3 separate regions of the Mus musculus genome follow, and regions 2 and 3 are each linked to region 1. The links are chromatin contacts, called in public Hi-C maps. All regions are on one chromosome and are shown on one strand. The core of a region is the stretch at or near the end of the contact, and the rest is flanking DNA. Distances in the headings are between cores, read along the strand shown.

The links. Hi-C and Micro-C count contacts between places; a contact is called where the count stands out from the background.
Region 2: a contact with region 1 is called in a Hi-C map of the C2C12 cell line, with 4 times the contacts expected there. The contact joins two enhancer-like sites. A contact is called at or near these places in 26 of 484 Hi-C or Micro-C datasets (B cells, the C2C12 cell line, the P5424 cell line and 14 more) and 16 of 115 datasets of contacts at active chromatin or transcription factors (the SCID.adh cell line, bone marrow-derived macrophages, craniofacial prominence and 8 more).
Region 3: a contact with region 1 is called in a Hi-C map of muscle stem cells, with 2.6 times the contacts expected there. The contact joins two enhancer-like sites. A contact is called at or near these places in 5 of 39 promoter capture datasets (the 3T3-L1 cell line, 3T3-L1-derived adipocytes, cancer-associated fibroblasts and 1 more), 2 of 15 datasets of contacts at CTCF or cohesin (both in the NIH/3T3 cell line), 17 of 484 Hi-C or Micro-C datasets (3T3-L1-derived adipocytes, the AtT-20 cell line, the BV-2 cell line and 11 more), 19 of 115 datasets of contacts at active chromatin or transcription factors (the SCID.adh cell line, bone marrow-derived macrophages, a colorectal cancer cell line and 12 more) and 2 of 9 other capture datasets (embryonic stem cells and pancreatic islet).

Annotation. Positions count from the first base shown.
Region 1 is chr16:92,683,286-92,685,965 of GRCm38.p6, forward strand. All of the region lies in intron 4 of Runx1 (runt related transcription factor 1), which reads right to left. Among named protein-coding and RNA genes, the nearest start is that of Gm30281, 78 kb to the right of the region's middle. Within about 2 kb of position 1,311, at least 32 of the 459 cell types and tissues checked have an H3K27ac peak or open chromatin away from gene starts, as enhancers often do. A contact at or near this core is called in the C2C12 cell line, the HL-1 cell line, a colorectal cancer cell line and 1 more, where this site is marked.
Region 2 is chr16:92,523,540-92,526,219 of GRCm38.p6, forward strand. All of the region lies in intron 1 of Clic6 (chloride intracellular channel 6), which reads left to right. Among named protein-coding and RNA genes, the nearest start is that of Clic6, 27 kb to the left of the region's middle. Within about 2 kb of position 1,347, at least 7 of the 459 cell types and tissues checked have an H3K27ac peak or open chromatin away from gene starts, as enhancers often do. A contact at or near this core is called in the C2C12 cell line, where this site is marked.
Region 3 is chr16:92,549,062-92,551,741 of GRCm38.p6, forward strand. No RefSeq gene overlaps it. Among named protein-coding and RNA genes, the nearest start is that of Gm30224, 46 kb to the right of the region's middle. Within about 2 kb of position 1,325, at least 19 of the 459 cell types and tissues checked have an H3K27ac peak or open chromatin away from gene starts, as enhancers often do. A contact at or near this core is called in the C2C12 cell line, the HL-1 cell line, a colorectal cancer cell line and 1 more, where this site is marked.

The sequences.
Region 1 (2,680 bases), core at 61-2,560:
AAAAAAATCCTGAAACAGAATATATTCTTCTATAACTAGCCCTAGCCTACTTCCAGTACCAAAAAGAAGGTGAAGAAGAGGAAGAGGAAGAGGAAGAGGAGGAGGAGGAAGAGAAGGAGGAAGAGGAGGAAGAGAAGGAAGAAGAGGAGGAAGAGAAGGGGGAGGAAGAGAAGGAGGAGGAGGAGGGAGAAGAAGAAGAAGAAGAAGAAGAAGAAGAAGAAGAAGAAGAAGAAGAAGAAGAAGAAGAAGAAGAAGAAGAAGAAGAAGAAGAAAGAGCGAGCTAGCAGGTTGATTTGTTAGAACTATTCTCACTGAGTGGCTAGCTGGATCACTGTTTATGTCTATGATGCTGTCAAACAGGAAATTCTAAAAGTCACTCAACCATTATTCCTCTCACAGGTACTTTCTGATTGATAGTCTTTAGTCCTGACCAAAAAGGGCTGGCTCATAAGGAAAGCCTAGCTGCTGGGGAAGGGATGGAGGGGGCTCCATAGGAGGGCTGGAGGGCTGCTTCTGCCCCACATGGGAAAAATCCTGCGCATGCAAATAACCTCAGCTACAAAAAGCTACCTGCCGCCATGCCTGGCACTTTGTAAAGCCCGCTGGGGTAGAGCATGACACTACAGTTTCCATCAGGGACAGCGTCCAGCGGGCAGCTCCTGGTCCCTGCTGAGGCTCCGGCCACCCCACGCTTTAAGCTGGACAGGGAGAAGCTTGCTTGAGGAAAGTGTTGCTAACCCTCTTATTGTGGAATAAAGAGAAGGGGAAACCTGATCCTTACAGGCAGATTCTGAGTCAGTGCTGTTGGTTCTGGGGTGAAGCTTGTTGGCCTGCTGTGGAAAGGAAGTGTTTGCTAGGACCGGCCGGGGCTTGTTCTCTGAGGGGCCCAGGCTTCCCTTAGTTTTGTTGGCTTTTGCTTAGTTTTTATTTTTGTTTTGTACCATTTTATTTTTGTTTGTTTGTAGTTAAATCCGAAGAAAACAGACTTTACTACATGCGCTATTACAAACCGTGAACCAAAAAAAACAGAAAGAAAATGGAAGAAAAGTGGACATTGGATTTTAACATAGCGCACACCTTTTCCTTCTTCTTGTTCTCCCTAGGAGACCCAACAATCAGTTTCTAGTGCTTACATGGACTGCTCTCCGAGAAACATCCCTAGGGGTGGCAGTTGGATTTCTTCTTCCTCTATGAATTTGTGATCAAATAGAGAATGATATGAATCCTGTGATAACATCATGAGTCACTAAGACCAACTCTCCCGGAAAAGCCGCACACCAAGGCGGCCCTCCCTTTTTGGAGCGCCAGAACAGTTTATCCTTCCCGCAACGCGTCTCCACCACAGCCTTCCGCTCAGCCGAGAGAGACAACATCCCACACTGTACCCCAAATCACGTAAAAGCGGAATGGAAATGCTTAAAGAAACCGACACTACACAAATATGAAGGAGCCCAGACTGTGACGGGATAAATATTATGTCTGGGGGCGGGGAGGGGGGGGAGGAAGATGGGGGAGTGGGGTGGGGGTGGGGACATCAACAGTGAGAGTCCAGGAAGGAATTTCACTTCAGAAAAGCACAAACTGGGCAAGTTCTGAGCTGCCAGGATGTCAGCGTAAACAGCAGATTCCACTAAGAAAGGAGACCTGTTCCTGGCAAGCAGCAGACTACTGGTCTTCTGGGGATGTGCGTGCATGTCACTGCAGCCAGGACTGACAGTCACTAGGGAAGAGACTGCTCTGCCAATGGTGGCTTCGCTCCCACACAGACGATTACATCCAGCCATATGCCTAGTGGTCCACCGGATGCCTGCCCTGGCCTTTTAAATTGCTATACCTTCCTACCCTCTACCAACCAGGTCCTGAGTCTACAGATATCACCGCCATCCACACAACAGAGAAGCACAGGAAAATGTCAACCTTGTGGGTCCTCATGTATATTTATCTTCTGAGTATGGGCTGTGTTTAAGACTTGGCATTGAACTGACCCTCAGCAGTCCAAGACACGTTCCAGATTCGCACGTTTTAGTATCTGCACGTCCCAGGAAGATCCATAAACAATCCCGAAACTAAGCTGCACTATAGAAATCTGGGCCCGTGTGCATTTTTTTTTTTTTTTTGGACCTTAGGAAATCTTTGGGGGGATTTTCAGAATTATCTATGACAGCTTCCAGAGATTTAAAGAATCACCAACTTGGAACAAGTGAGCATTGGCTCTGGTCTCCCTCCTCACATTTGCCACACGGCTGTTGTCATGTTTGGTAGTTGCGTGATCTGTTTCCCTGTGACAGGCATCGTTAAAGCTAAGTTCACTGATGGATCAAGTCTTCGGCAGCTGGTGAAACACCCCAGCAGGAAATGGGTGTTTGCAGATGTCACTGCCAAGGTTTCTTAAATGTTTGTCACCTCACACCCCAGCTCATGGGAGCAAGTTACAGACCGAGAAAAAGGCTCAGCTAATTGACCTCCCTCATGAAAGAGATCTCTTTTTGACCCTGAACTCGGAGATGACTGATAATCTCAGGCCCTGTGACTAAAGCATGCATTGTTCTGGGCAGCCTCCTGAGCGCCCTCCTAATCTCTGGACTTCAGAGAGGGTCTCCCAAGATCCCGTCTGATTTTCACCCCACCCTAAACTCCCAACCGGGAGCAGCTATCTCTCCTTCCTTTGTAGAGCCCCACA
Region 2 (2,680 bases), core at 97-2,596, 160 kb before region 1:
ATGCCAACCCAGAGTTCCACCTCTTTGCTAACTGGCTGGAGGTCTGTTTGTTTTGCTGTGAAGGACATTTGAATTTTCCCTGAGAGCAGGTAGAAGACAGGTGAGTTGTTGAGAGAGAGAAAAATCCATTTCCCTGAGGAGGACGTGGGTTGGCATGAAAATCACACTAATTGAGGCTGTTAAAAAGTACCCTAAATTCCATAATTGTCTGCTCCGATGGGCTTGGGTTTGGGAGCGTAAACGAAGGTGCTGTGGATAATGACAGTAATAGCTCCCTTTACTGGGCGCCCAGGGTGTTTAGGTATATCAGTGTTTTAATCCCTGTCCTCTACCCCTCCCCACTGTGTGTGTGTGTGCATGTGTGTCTAGGTGCACGTATGTGGGTGAGCACCTGTGAACATGTGTGTATGTGGCTGCTGTACTTCAGGGGCCATGCACATTTTTTTTTTAAAGACAGGATTTGTCACTGTCTGCAACTTTCCAGCTTGGCTGCCAGGGAGTCCCAGAGATCCCCTGGACTCCGCTCCACAGCACTGGAATGACGAGCACTGCCACCGTGCCTGGCTTTTAAGATGGATATGTGGATGACAGCGGATCAAACTATGGCCCCTGCACTCTCAAAGCATGAGCTTTACACAGAGACCCATGAGCTCAGCCCAGATCTTTGTCTTTAAAAATAGGGAAATGGTGCTGAAGGAGCAGAACCTACTGACTAGGGGATTATTCAACAGCAGAGCTGCAGTCTAACACTCCCCTGCCCCCCACCGACCCCTGCTTCTTTCACTATCTCTGAGACACTCGCTGTTGCTTAGAAATGGAGAAGTGAGGCTATGGAGATAGATGGTTCAGTGGGTAAAGTGCCTGCTAGGCAAACATGGGGACCTGGGGGCGGGTCCCCAATATCCATGTAAAAAGCTAGGCTCAAAAGTGCATATCTGGACTGTCAGCACTGTGGAATGGAGACAAGCAGATCTTAGGGGCTCAATCCCTGAGAGAAAGAAGAGAGAGAGAGAGAGAGAGAGAGAGAGAGAGAGAGAGAGAGAAAAGTAAATTCGGCTCACAAAGAGGACTGATTTTTTTTCCAACCCCCTGAATCATTGAAAATAAATACACCTCAGATTACAGCACTATAGCATGGGGCACCCCCCTTACACTAGGAGGCTGCGGCTATGGTGGCTTGGGGAAGATGCTTGTGGCCATCGCTTGAGCCTTTTGTCTTCCTCTTCTACCTCCTACTTGCTTTCCCCTCGGTAGATGTGACTCAGCGCGTCACATTGCTTTGCAGTGAATACGTGTGGGTTTTACATGGGCTAGAAGCTTCTGGGCCTGTGACACAACAGAAGGAGCAGGGAGGTCCCATGGGTGCTCCCACGGGTACAGGTCTCCAGCTCAGTAGAGTCACTGGAGGTAGTCTCCCAGTCACTGCCTGCGGATTCCTCTTTGCTAGCAATTTCTAGTGTCTGTGAAAATGACCTTGCACAAGGGACAGATGTGTCCCCTGGTTCCAGATACTCACAGAGGCCAGGCTTAGAGAGATTTCCGCCCTCCTCTAAAGACCCAGAAGGACAGTCCCCCATCTATCCCAAAAGGCCACCACTCAGGAGTGGGACCATCTGCTTGTTCTTACTGTCTCACAGAGCAGACACACAGTGGGGCTCAGGGTGGATTCTTGCCCATGTGTCCTGCCTCTCTGACCTCATGAGTGATGTGATCCCCCATGCGTTGCAGTAGAGGGGCTTGCCAGGGGCTGGTATGGAATACTGGACTTCTCAGCCTCTGAGGCTATGAGAAATGAGTTTCTTTGCATTACACTAGGAGGCTGTGAGCATCAGAGAGGTCCTTTGATTAAAAGAAGAAAGCTTACAGGCAGAAAACAATTCTATGAGTCTTGAGTAATGAATGCATGGTAGGTTAGCGGGGGAGGCTCTGGATTTTGGAGGCCTTGGAGCACAGAGGGGCTCTTCACTGCTGGGTTGTTGGTTGGCCGGACCCTTTCCTCTGACACCTTGCAGTCCCCTCAGTGGGTGCAGGCCACGGGCCAACAGTGGTACTTCCTCTCCAGGGTCAAGGCAGATGCGGCTTGCAAAGGCAGCGAGCGTCTGAGAGCAGGTCAAAGGTGTGCCTGCTCCGCTTTTGAGATGTGCCACATGGATGCCTTGGTGCATCCTGGAAGACAGACACCAGGCTGCTCTGACTTTTCACAGTGTCCAGGTCTCTACTGAAAATGAAAACGACAACAACAACAAGAAAAAAAACCACTCCCATTTCTCAAGCTCCTTAATTTGATTTAATCAGGAACGTGGACCTACAAAAACTTCCCCTGCAGCCTGAGCACCCTGCTGAGACATTTCAGCCCAGAGCGCAATTAGCCAGAGAGAATTGGGAAATAAAAGTCCGTAAGATAGAGCCTCCCAATTATGGGGACAGTGTCAGTTATTCACTCTGAATATATATGTATTTATCTCATCATCTTGTCGGGTTAATGATACAAGCAAGGCGATCCACTCCCATTATTGCTCAATAATGGACCGTGGAGATGGCGTATCTTCGCCTTTATTTTTGCTGGCACATCCTAGCACTGAAGCACATTAAAGTAATAAAATTAAGCAAGGCGTCCCTGTCCCTCCCACCATGTTCCCGTAACCCCCTCATTTACGGCAGACTAAGATAGAAAGAAAGT
Region 3 (2,680 bases), core at 75-2,574, 130 kb before region 1:
GAATTCAGCTCAAAGGCAGTTACATAAATGAACAACAACACCACCACCACCATGGATAACAGCCAAGCCAAGGCTGCTCCTTTAGAAGAAAAGACCATTTTTAATAAAGAGCCTGGAAGATGCTGCACACAACTCTAAGGCCCAAATTCTTCCCTGTTCTCAGGTTTCATCCTCGAGATGGCTGGCTTTGTCAGCTTGTCACAGTCTAGAAGCACCTGGGAGGAGAGTCTCAGTGAGGGGTTGTGTGCTGGCTGGTTTTAGGTGTCAACTTGACACAGGCTAGAGTTATCACAGAGAAAGGAGTTTCAGTTGGGGAAATGCCTCCAAGAGATACAGCTGTGGGGCATTTTCTCAACTAGTGATCAAGTTGGGAGGGCCCCTGGTGGGTGGTACCATCCCTGGGCTTGGGTTCTATAAGAGAGCAGGCTGAGCAAGCCAGGGGAAGCAAGCCAGTAAGTAACATCCCTTCATGGCCTCTGCATCAGCTTCTGCTTCTTGACCTGCTTGAGTTTCAGTCCTGACTTCCTTTAGTGATGAACAGCAGTATGGAAGTGTAAGCTGAACAAACCCTTCTCCCCCTCCCCCCCAACTTGCTTCTTGGTCATGATGTTTGTGCAGGAATAGAAGCCCTGACTAAGACAGGTTGTGAGACCAGGGTGGCCTGTAGACATGTCTTTAGGACATTGTCTAGATTGTATCAAGACCCAGCCTAAAAGTGGGCAGTGCCATTCCTTGGCTTTGGGTCCTGAATAACCAAAGAGCAGGAAAGTGAACTGAGGCGCAGGTGTGCACATATCCACCCCCTGTCTGCTCCGTGCCGTGTGACTAATTGCTTCAAGCCCCATCCTTGACTTCTCCACACAATGGACTGGAGCTAGGAGCTGATTAAACCTTCTCTCTCTCTAAAAGTTGCTTCTGCCAGGGTGTTTTGTCATAGCAAAGGAAAGAAAGCAAAAGAGCTACCCGTGCACGCTTGGTAGTTTTGTAGTATGTGTTGTTTCAATGATTGGATTATCATTCAAACCAGTCACAGTCTTTCAAGTGGTGAGAGCTGTAAAGGCTATAAACTGGCTTCTCTGGGTTGCATTCTTGAATACGGGAAGTTGGAGGCCTTCAGCACTTATACCGAAGGGAAAGAAAACCTCTGTCAAAAATCAGAACACTAAGGTAGTGACCAGGCTCCTGTGGATAAGAGACAAGCAAGGCCTGCTTGTGCCATGGAAGGTCACAAGGGCAGATACAAACACAGACAGAAATCTGGTCCTCAGCCCCAAGGCTCTTGGTGCAGAGAGGGAGACTCAGTGTGTGTCATCTCTGAGATTTGTTTAAACAGCACTCTGTCTGGTTCTGTATGACACACACTTGTCTACACAGCTTGAGTAGCTACATCACCACTTCCCAACTTTTGGAAAAAAAAATCCCCTTCCAAGGACATGATGAACATTTCTCACTGGGAAAGGCCGGAAGGTGACCACCTTATAGCCTGCTTAGCTTGGTTTCCCTAGGAATCACATTCCAGTGAGAGATACCATCATTTGTGTAATAAAAATAATATTTTAAGCAGTATTGCCTACTCTCCTGATTCTTGGGATTTTATGTCCTGGGAGAACAATTAAATTTTGGTTTTGTAACAAAACTCAGCCAAGTTGGTTTTGTTCTCAGGCACGGTTTCCGTCGGTCCTGTTGGGCAACACAGCGGTCTCCTTGGTGAGAAATGAACGCATGGTCTCAGCCAGCGTCTTAACAGCTGACACGATGATGACCCTTATCAGGAAGCACCTTTTCTGGGGACCCTGGGGTACCCTGTTATTGTGTTTGCTATAGAGACACACATACTCCCAACTTGTCCTGAAAGCCAGACCCAAGAAAATGTTCCCTGTGTGTTTAGGCGTTAATTTGGTTTCCTAAGAACTTTCTAGAAAACAATAGTGACTTGATCTGAAATGGCTGAGATGGGGGAGGTGTTTAAATTTACCCCCAGGACATCTTGATAAAGAAAAGTGTCTCATCTTTCAGAGACATCTCGGGGTTGCCCTGTCTGGTTGGGCTGATTACATCACCTGTTGGCTTGGTAGCAGCGATCGCTTTTCTGAGAGATTCTTCCTGGCACTTCAGAGACGTCTGAAGATCCATTTCAGTTTTCATAGTGTGAATGACAGGGATGCTCATGGGTAAAATTTGAGCTGTGTTTGTACAAGGACCACCTCCAGGATGCCATCACCAAACCTCTAACACAGAGGTTGCTGTGGCACCTCTGTGCTTTCTGCCTGATAGGGGCTCCATGTCCCAGTAGTGACTCCCCACTATAGCGAGTGTTGCCCTTACTGTCTGGGATACAAGCTTGTCTTCCCAGGGTGCTCGATGGCAGCTGGCCAGTCTTGGCTGTCTTCCAAACTAACAACGACTAGGCCATTTAATTCTTACCTAAAACCCAGGGCAGCATTAATAGTTAACGCCTGAAGCTAATTTTTGTGGAACCATGCATTGCAGACAAGATCAGGAGAATGATGGTTCCCAGCAACCCAGCCCTCTCTTCCCATCTCCCCATCCCTCCCCGAGTCTTTCTGGGATTCTTTTTTACGGGCACATGTGTGTATGGCGGTATCAGTAACATCAAACAGATGTGGGTTCAGATCCACTCCCCATGAGATGGATGGAGAAGGAAGTTGAAGTAGATGAG